3 separate regions of the Mus musculus genome follow, and all the other regions are linked to region 1. Evidence: chromatin contacts called from public Hi-C data. All regions are on one chromosome and are shown on one strand. Each heading gives the region's core, a stretch centred on a gene start, on an enhancer-like site or on the middle of the called end of the contact. The rest is flanking DNA. Distances are from core to core; before and after follow the strand shown.

Evidence for each region. Hi-C and Micro-C count contacts between places; a contact is called where the count stands out from the background.
Region 2: a contact with region 1 is called in a Hi-C map of ventral hippocampal neurons, with 2.5 times the contacts expected there. The contact joins two enhancer-like sites. A contact is called at or near these places in 1 of 39 promoter capture datasets (hippocampal neurons), 5 of 484 Hi-C or Micro-C datasets (cerebellar granule neurons, cerebral cortex, forebrain and 1 more) and 1 of 115 datasets of contacts at active chromatin or transcription factors (neural progenitor cells).
Region 3: a contact with region 1 is called in a Hi-C map of cerebellum, with 3 times the contacts expected there. The contact joins two enhancer-like sites. A contact is called at or near these places in 5 of 484 Hi-C or Micro-C datasets (cerebellar granule neurons, cerebellum, cerebral cortex and 1 more) and 1 of 115 datasets of contacts at active chromatin or transcription factors (neural progenitor cells).

The regions. Positions count from the first base shown.
Region 1 is chrX:158,922,530-158,925,229 of GRCm38.p6, reverse strand. No RefSeq gene overlaps it. Among named protein-coding and RNA genes, the nearest start is that of Rps6ka3, 330 kb to the left of the region's middle. Within about 2 kb of position 1,294, at least 45 of the 459 cell types and tissues checked have an H3K27ac peak or open chromatin away from gene starts, as enhancers often do. A contact at or near this core is called in cerebellum and ventral hippocampal neurons, where this site is marked.
Region 2 is chrX:158,542,920-158,545,619 of GRCm38.p6, reverse strand. No RefSeq gene overlaps it. Among named protein-coding and RNA genes, the nearest start is that of Cnksr2, 500 kb to the right of the region's middle. Within about 2 kb of position 1,324, at least 7 of the 459 cell types and tissues checked have an H3K27ac peak or open chromatin away from gene starts, as enhancers often do. A contact at or near this core is called in ventral hippocampal neurons, where this site is marked.
Region 3 is chrX:158,525,312-158,528,011 of GRCm38.p6, reverse strand. No RefSeq gene overlaps it. Among named protein-coding and RNA genes, the nearest start is that of Cnksr2, 480 kb to the right of the region's middle. Within about 2 kb of position 1,336, at least 1 of the 459 cell types and tissues checked has an H3K27ac peak or open chromatin away from gene starts, as enhancers often do. A contact at or near this core is called in cerebellum, where this site is marked.

The DNA.
Region 1 (2,700 bases), core at 45-2,544:
ATTCTCAGCCCCTTGTGGAGCACACAGTATTTCCTTTTGTCTTCTTTATTACACAACCTCATTGCACCAACAAAATATTATTATCATTAACATTGATAGTGGCAGCTACAGCAAAGGCAACTGACCAAGATGTCCAAAACATGACACACTAAACACAATTCAGCATTAAGTGTTACAAAGTTGTTGCAAAAGACTTTCGAAATTATTAGTCAAATAGGCTGAAAGCATTGTCACTGAACTTAAAGCCAGCTGCCACCTTCCCACACTTATGTAAGAAATAGTTCCACAGGCTCCTTGAAGAAGATCTGTGGGGCCTTAGTTGTACAGTGTGTGACTGCCACAAAGGGAACCTCTGAATAATTCATGAAGAATTGTTATTTTCTTATATTGTTTGAGATGGAAGTCGGCTGCAGGTCTATAGACAATGACGCAATTACAGTGTTTAATGTCCCTTTGGGAGAGTTTCTATATTCCATCTTTGTATATACACTTGGCATCTTTCATTTAGAATGAATGGGTTCACTTCTTTCTTGTTTGAGAAAAATCCTCTTCCCCAGCAGAGTCCTAGGCTTTCTTTCTCTGGTGATTCTCACATCAGCTACACTTTCCATTACATTCCTGTCAGCAGATATTCCCAGCGGGGTAGGGGCTGCACATAGCTGGGATTTCCCTAATCGAGATGCCCTCCTGGCTCCTGAAATTGGTGGTTTTAACTAGCCCTTCTATTGTGAACAATGGATCCACACTCCCCTTTCTTTCTCTACTTTGCTTAAGCATTCCTGGATTCTTCCCCCTTACACTCCCCCTTCGTATCTACCTCCCACCCTTCTTTATCTCCTGCATTCTTTTTCCTCCCTCTCTCTCACTTAAAATTCTCCTAACGTCCTTTCTACCATGCAGTGCAATCTTAACCATCTAACAAAAGACCGTATAACGTAAATTCCATTTCAGAAATGGGAGGAGTTTTCTTGCATACTAAACAAGCATTTCCTATCTTGGTAGGAAAACAACAAAACATTTTCCCTTGGAAGCGCTGCTTAATCACGGCTATCAGCATCGCCTCAAGCTGAATGTGCATCCATCGAAGGCAAAACACAGCCCAGTGCAGAAGTGCAACAACCTACTTTAAGATCTGCACACATCACGTGCGATGAAAACGGATTTCGTTTCTAGGCTCTTCCCCCACCTTTAAAAAAAATTCTCCCTTATCACGATTCCTTTCTAGGTGGAGGAGGTTCCACCTGCCCACTCACTGCGTAAACCAAATCTGTGCCTGAAAATTAGACTCCTTCCAGTGTGGTCAGAATCAGGTAACAACAGCTGAATTCAGTTCACCCCATGCCTTCTTTGCTTTCCACTGAGCAGTGAAGTGTGAAGGCTTATCTAAGGAGCAGGAAGGGAGAATTTGGGTTACCCATTTGTGTGTGTGTGTGTGTGTGTGTGTGTGTGTGTGTGTGTGTGACAGGGTTGTCCTGCTTTGTGCCCATTAGTCATTAAACGCATACTGCCCAGGCAGTAAAACAAAAGCTATTCTCGGATAAGTACGAGGCTTAATAAAGAGTTGAAGGAATTTCAAAGAAGGAAAAATGTTTCTGTATTCCCTGGGGGCTACATGGTCTCTGCTGAGTATTTTGATTTGGGGGTACATGGACGTAAAACCTAGCAGATTGTATTCTATACCTGCGTGCTCGCTGGCAGGCACAAAATGTACGCTGTTAACTACAGACGTCTGGGTTTGCTTCTCCCGAGGGGCTGATGGAAGATTCACCAGCACGTGGGTGAAGCAGCAGCCTTGTGATCTGGCTTCCCAGCCTCCGAGCCGCCTTCCAGCTGCCTTATGTAATGTGATCTGTTTGCTGATGGGAGCCTGATTAGTTTCTGGGTGGGAACTGCAAAACCTGTGCACAGTCCCCGTGAGTGCTAGACTCCGCCAGCCTAGTTGAGTTTGTATTTGTCAGGCAAGCAAGGGGTTAAATGGAGCCACACTAAGGGTATGCACGTGGGTGCACAGGGAGGCCAGGAATGGTGTGGATGAGTGATAGAGGCAGTTGAAGTAGTCCGAATAAGAGCAGCATGTGGGTGGTGGAGAGGGAGAAAGAAAAGCCGGGGAAGGGCTTTAGGGAGGAAAAGCAGTCGCCACCAAGCAGCTAACCGTAGATCATTGGCATGCATTCCTTATCAAATGAGAGCAGGACACAGAGACTGAAATCAAGCTGAGCAGAATTTCTAATAGAACTGGCTGACCTTTCAAACGAAGTACTTAAGTAAAGATGGGCAGCACATGGCAGGACTTTTTACAAGGAGGCAAAAAGTGGGCAGCTCAGAGTTTCAGGTGTACTGTATTTAAACAACACATCTCATTGGTTTTGAGTCAAAATACTTTAAAAGTACCCCTCAAGCCACATTTAGTGCCTCAAGCCTGTAATCGTAGCACTCGAGAGGTCGAGGCAGGAGGACTGGTGGTAGTGTGCAGCCAGCTTGGGCTATATAGTGAATTTCAGGCCAACCTAAATTATACCAGGAGACCCTGTCCCTCCAGGTAACTTTATTTGCTCTGGAATTCTTTTTATCGTCCCAAGTTGAGGGGACTGCATGCTGTTTTGGTAGGAGTTTAATATAAATAGCCAAAGTTTTTTTTACACTGTTATCCTTTGAGAGTTGTTTTATTTTCACATTTCTATAAATATGTTCAGCAACAAG
Region 2 (2,700 bases), core at 75-2,574, 380 kb after region 1:
CCTGGCAAATACAGAAGTGGATGCTTACAGTCATCTATTGGCTGGAACACAGGGCCCCTAAAGAAGGACCTAGAGAAAGTACCCAAGGAGCTGAAGGGGTCTGCAACCCTATAGGAGGAACAACAATATGAACTAACCAGTACCCCCAGAGCGTGACTCTAGCTGCATATGTAGCAGAAGATGGCTTAGTGGGCCATCATTGGGAAGAGAGGCCCCTTGGTATTGTAAACTTTATATGCCCCAGTACAGGGGAACGCCAGGGCCAAGAAGTGGGAGTGGGAGGGTAGGGGAGCAAGGTGTGGGGAGGGCATAGGGGACTTTCAGGATAGCATTTGAAATGTAAAGGAAGAAAATATCTAATAAAAAATTGAAAAAAGAAGGAAGGAAGGAAGGAAGGAAGGAAGGAAGGAAGGAAGGAAGGAAGGGAAAAGAAAAGAAAAGAAAAGAAAAGAAAAGAAAAGAAAAGAAAAGAAAAGAAAAGAAAAAAAAAGAAAAAAAAGAAGCTGCCATGGAACTATGTTGTACTTTCTTTCTTTTGATTGAATGTATTAAATATTGAAAATATAATCTGAAACATAGGGTCTAGTACTGGATCTCTGTTATATATGCTCACTATAAATGAATTAAAAATTCTCAGCAACTTAAATGTATTAAAGCAAACTGAATCAGATACTTTGTTAGAAGAGAAACCCTGAATTGGAGTGTCCAATTTCTTCTGTTCCTTTGTCTTTTCTTTCTTCAAAAATTGAGATAGGGTCTCTCTATAGCTTAAACTGATCTTGAACTTGTGATTCTCCTACCTCATCTTCCTGAAAGCTGAGATTATAGATGTCTAAAACCATGCACAGCTCAATTAAAGCCTCTTAAACCTTTCAAACCACCAGAATTTTAAGAGCTTTCTATAATCAGAGAAGGCCATTTCTCTTGTTACAATTTATACTTTTAAACAAAGCGAGGAGCTTGTTATTTCTTCCTTTAAAGTTAGGAAAGTCTCTCTCTCTCTCTCTCTCTCTCTCTCTCCCTTCCCCCTCTATCCTTTTCCCTCTCTCTCCCTTTACCTTTCTCTCTCCCCTTCCCTCCCTCTTTCCCTCCCTCCTTCCCTCCTTCCCTCCCTCTCTCCCTCCCTCCCTCCCCTTCTCGAGCCCTCCCTCCCCCCTCTCTTACCTTTTCTACTTGCTTCCTACCCACTCTATTTCCCCAACAATTTAAATATTTCCATGATCCCCAGAAAGCACAAAGAGTGGACACCCAGCCCTACTTCCCTCACATGACTCATCCTAAAAGCTGTTTGCCAAATGAATCTTTGCTTTTTGTTTCAGACTTCGTGCAGGGGCATCCAGAGCCCTGCACAACAATGCCTGTTCTAGCTCTACACCCACTCCGTCCCGCCTAGCATCCTACTCTCTATTCAAAACCAAGCCAGAAGGAAAACAAGGGATTTGTCCCCAACAGTTTGCAAACCAGTCATGCTTTTGCAACATATGTAGGGCTAGCATTCAGCAATCTGGAACTCATGAAGCCAGTTCCTTAGTCTTTCAGCAAATATGCTTGCAACCTTTAAGGACGTTTGGGATTTGCAGCTTCTGGAATACATAGACTAATGATGGGATAGGTCTTTCACAGTGCTTATAAATGAAGAATTAGACAATGTTCATGTTTCTAGGCAGTAGATTGTAGCCCCATTTAGAGATATTTTATAGACATCCCCCATCCAAGCTTTCCCAAGGAAGCTCAATTTGGCTTTGTTTTGAGCAGAATTGTGTAATGCCTGCTTAACAATGGAAGTTGAAATACAGTGAGGGTTTGAGACAAAGCATTATATCTAGATTTGCCTATTGTCCAGTGGGACACTTGCTAGAAAAAAGTACTCTGATAAGTAAACTCCATAGCTGTAAGGTGGCTAAGAGCCAGCAGTTGGTATTCCCTGCCTGATATGATAACCATGGAGGAAAAGGGAGCTAGCAGACATCTGAGATGTAGCAAAGAGGAATCCAGGACGAACAACCTTCTGAAATTCAGGCAGGACTGCAGTTACCATTGGCTCAAACTCTAGGCATATAGCAAGACCCTTGGTCTGCTCAATTTTTTATTTGCTTTGGACAGTTGGAAGGCTGTCATGCACAGTTGAAATATTTTGCATTTGGACCTCAAGAGGACCTGCACTTCTGTTTCGGACCCCTTGGACTATTGTTGCCACTAAAACTAGCTCAACTTAGCCTCCTGAAAGAAGGCAAGTTTATGTCTCACTAGCCCCACACATCTAGAGCCAGAAAACCTACTGGAGAATAAACACATAGCTGACTGAAAGTTGACTGTAGCCAAGGACATCTAGAAATTCTCTTGTCAACTCTAATTATGAGATAAAGTTCAATGTATTGTTTTAAGCTATTGAGGTACCATGAAAATTTACTTACCTCATGCCTGACACAGTAAAAGCCCAGTGATGACCAATGCTAATATAAAAAATATTGACATATTACATGAGACCTGGAGTCAAATGAGACTGATAGGTGTATGTTGTCCGGTTTTAACATGTTAGACAGTGCTGGTTATACAGTGTTTTGGGTCTTTTTATATCTCTAGAAAGATTTATTTATTTTTAATTTTTACATTTGAATGTTTTGTCTGTGTGTACATATGTGCATGCCTTGTGTGCCTGGTGTCCATGGATGCTAGAAGAGGGTGAAATATCACCTTGAA
Region 3 (2,700 bases), core at 87-2,586, 400 kb after region 1:
GTATTAGTTCTAGCAATGTGTGTGTGTGTGTGTGTGTGTGTGTGTGTATGATCTTTAAGAATTATGTATGTAAGAACATGTCATCTGCACACAGAGATAATTTAAGATCTTTCTTTGTGATTTGGGTGAGTTTATTTCTTTGTGTTGTTTGCAAAATTTTTAGGAGTTTGATAAATACAAATGCCAAGTATGTGAAGATTGTTTTCTTTTGAGTTTAGAAGACAAACTTTCAACTTTTTTCAGTAATCATAATGTAAAATTTGGGACCCTTGTAAATGGCCTTTATTATGTTGAAGCATATCCTTTGTACAGTTATTTGGTAGAGAGTTTTCATCTTAAGAAAGACACTAAATTTTCTCAGCTGCCTTTCTGTATCTATTGAGATGATCATACAATTCTTGGTTTTCGTTCTATTAGTGTGCCATTTCACATTTGCTGATTTCTGCATATACTGAATTATCCTTGTTTCCTGGGGATAAATCCTACTTGATCATGTTAAAAGTAGCTTAATAGTATTTTATTGGGTTTTTTTTTGCACCTGTTTTCATCTGGGATACTGGTCTACTTAGTTTCTGTTTTATAATGCATTATCTGATGACAACGGAATGCTGATCACATATAATGACTTTTCATTTATTCTCTCTAATTCTTGGAATAGTTCTAATCTCTTGTCACTAAATGCAACATTCAGTACTAGGACTGGGTTTCATCCAATTGAATTGTTGGCCAAAGGGTACCATGGAAATCCCCAAACAACCCAAGCTGTTTGTTGCCAAGATAATAGGTTGTTCTCTGCAAACTGACAGTAAGGCCCAATCGCTGAGGACAACACCCACACAACTCATTGAACATGAGGAAGTCCAGATGGTGTCTATACAGAGCCTTCATCCCTACATTCTAGTTGTCTTAGGTACTATGAAGGCTACCAAAAGAAAAAATTTAACACATCTACGAAAACTTTGATCTATAATCTGTCCCACCTGCAAAATATGCTAAGGCAATGATGGCACAAAACTTATGGAAATAACAACCAAGAAATGCATGATTTGACTTAAGGCCCACTCCAGGAAATGGAACCCATACCCTGACAGTGCTTGGGTGTCAAGGACCAGAGGCTAGATAACCCAGAAATCTAGGATAAGACCAACTAATACTTGTCAAAAACAAACAAAACACTCCTAATGATATTCTGCTATATGCATAGACTAGTGCCATATTCAGCCATCACCAGAGAGCCTTCCTTCTGCAGCAGATGGGAACAAATATCACAGCCCCAGGCATTTCACAGAGAAAGAGATCTTGGAAGACACAGCTATAAACCCCTCCCTTCAGAGCTCAGGTAACCCTGTGGAAGAGAAGGAGGAAAGAGTGTAAGAGCCAGAAGGGATGGAGCACAGCAGGAAAACATAGCCCTCTAAATCAACTGTGAAAAGGTCACATAAACTCACAAAGACTGAAGCAGCAAATACAAGGCTGGCATGGATCTGCATCAGGTCCTCTGTGTATAACTTATAACTTTCAGTTTAATGTTTTTATTTGATTCCTGAGTGTGTGAGCTAGCAGGTCTCCAATTCTTGTGCCCTCTCTAGGGACTTATTTTTCTGTTGGCTTGTTCTGTTCAACTTCAATATGATGGTTTTTGTTTTATGTTATTATATTATATTGTATTTTGCTATGTTTTGTTGTTATCTCTTAGAAGCCTGTTCTTTTATAATGAGAAACAGGAAGGAACAGAAGAGGTAGGGAAGAACTGGGAAGAATAGAGGGAGAAAAAGCTGTATTCAGATGTTATTATATTAAAAAAAAGAATCCATGCTTAATAAGAAAGGTATGCAGTTGTGTTATTGATTCCATAAATGTGGGACTTTTATAAATATAAAATGCACAATACTGGATTAGACTCATCTGTTACTGGTCTGTTCAGATTGCCTTGTTTTTCATGATTCATTCTTGGTATTTTTCCTAGGATAACTAAGGGTTTTTCTTAATCTGGCTAAATGTTTATGAATTTTGCTCACCTTTTCAAAAATCAGCTAATATTTTCATTAACATTTCTCTTATTCTTCTACCACCAGTTTAAGTTTTTATACGATCTGTATTTCCTTCCATTTGTTAATTTTGGGATTTATTTGATGGTTTCCTAGTTCTTTGAGTTGTTCTCTTCTCATTAAGCTGTCACGTGGTACCATGATCTCTTAACTTATTTTTTTCAGCTGTTTTGAAATTATGAGTAGATGGCTATCAAAACTTAAGCTTCTGTTGTGGTGTGAGCATTGATACTTCTCTACCTTGCCTCCCAGTATAATAAATACTAATTGTTATTTAAGGTGCCTCATTTCTACTCTCGCTATCTGGTAGCCCATTGTCTAGGGCCTTGCTGAATGTCTTCTTCTTTTTTTTTTCTACTTTAGGGAGTCTTTATATTCATTTGCCTTGGATATAATATTTCTAAAAGTGCACATGATATACTCATGTCCAAATTCTCCTCACCTCATACCTTCTTATACATGTCATAATGCATTACCACTTTTACTATTAACAAAGATGAAGCATTGTTTTAATTCAGTCAGAAAAGTTTTGTGACTACAGACAACCATATCATACATTCTTACTTATGCCTCAATTTTTGATTACCCAAACAGAAGGAAAACATATTTATGAACTTAAAGTTTAACTCTATATAAAACTTTTTTTTGTTTT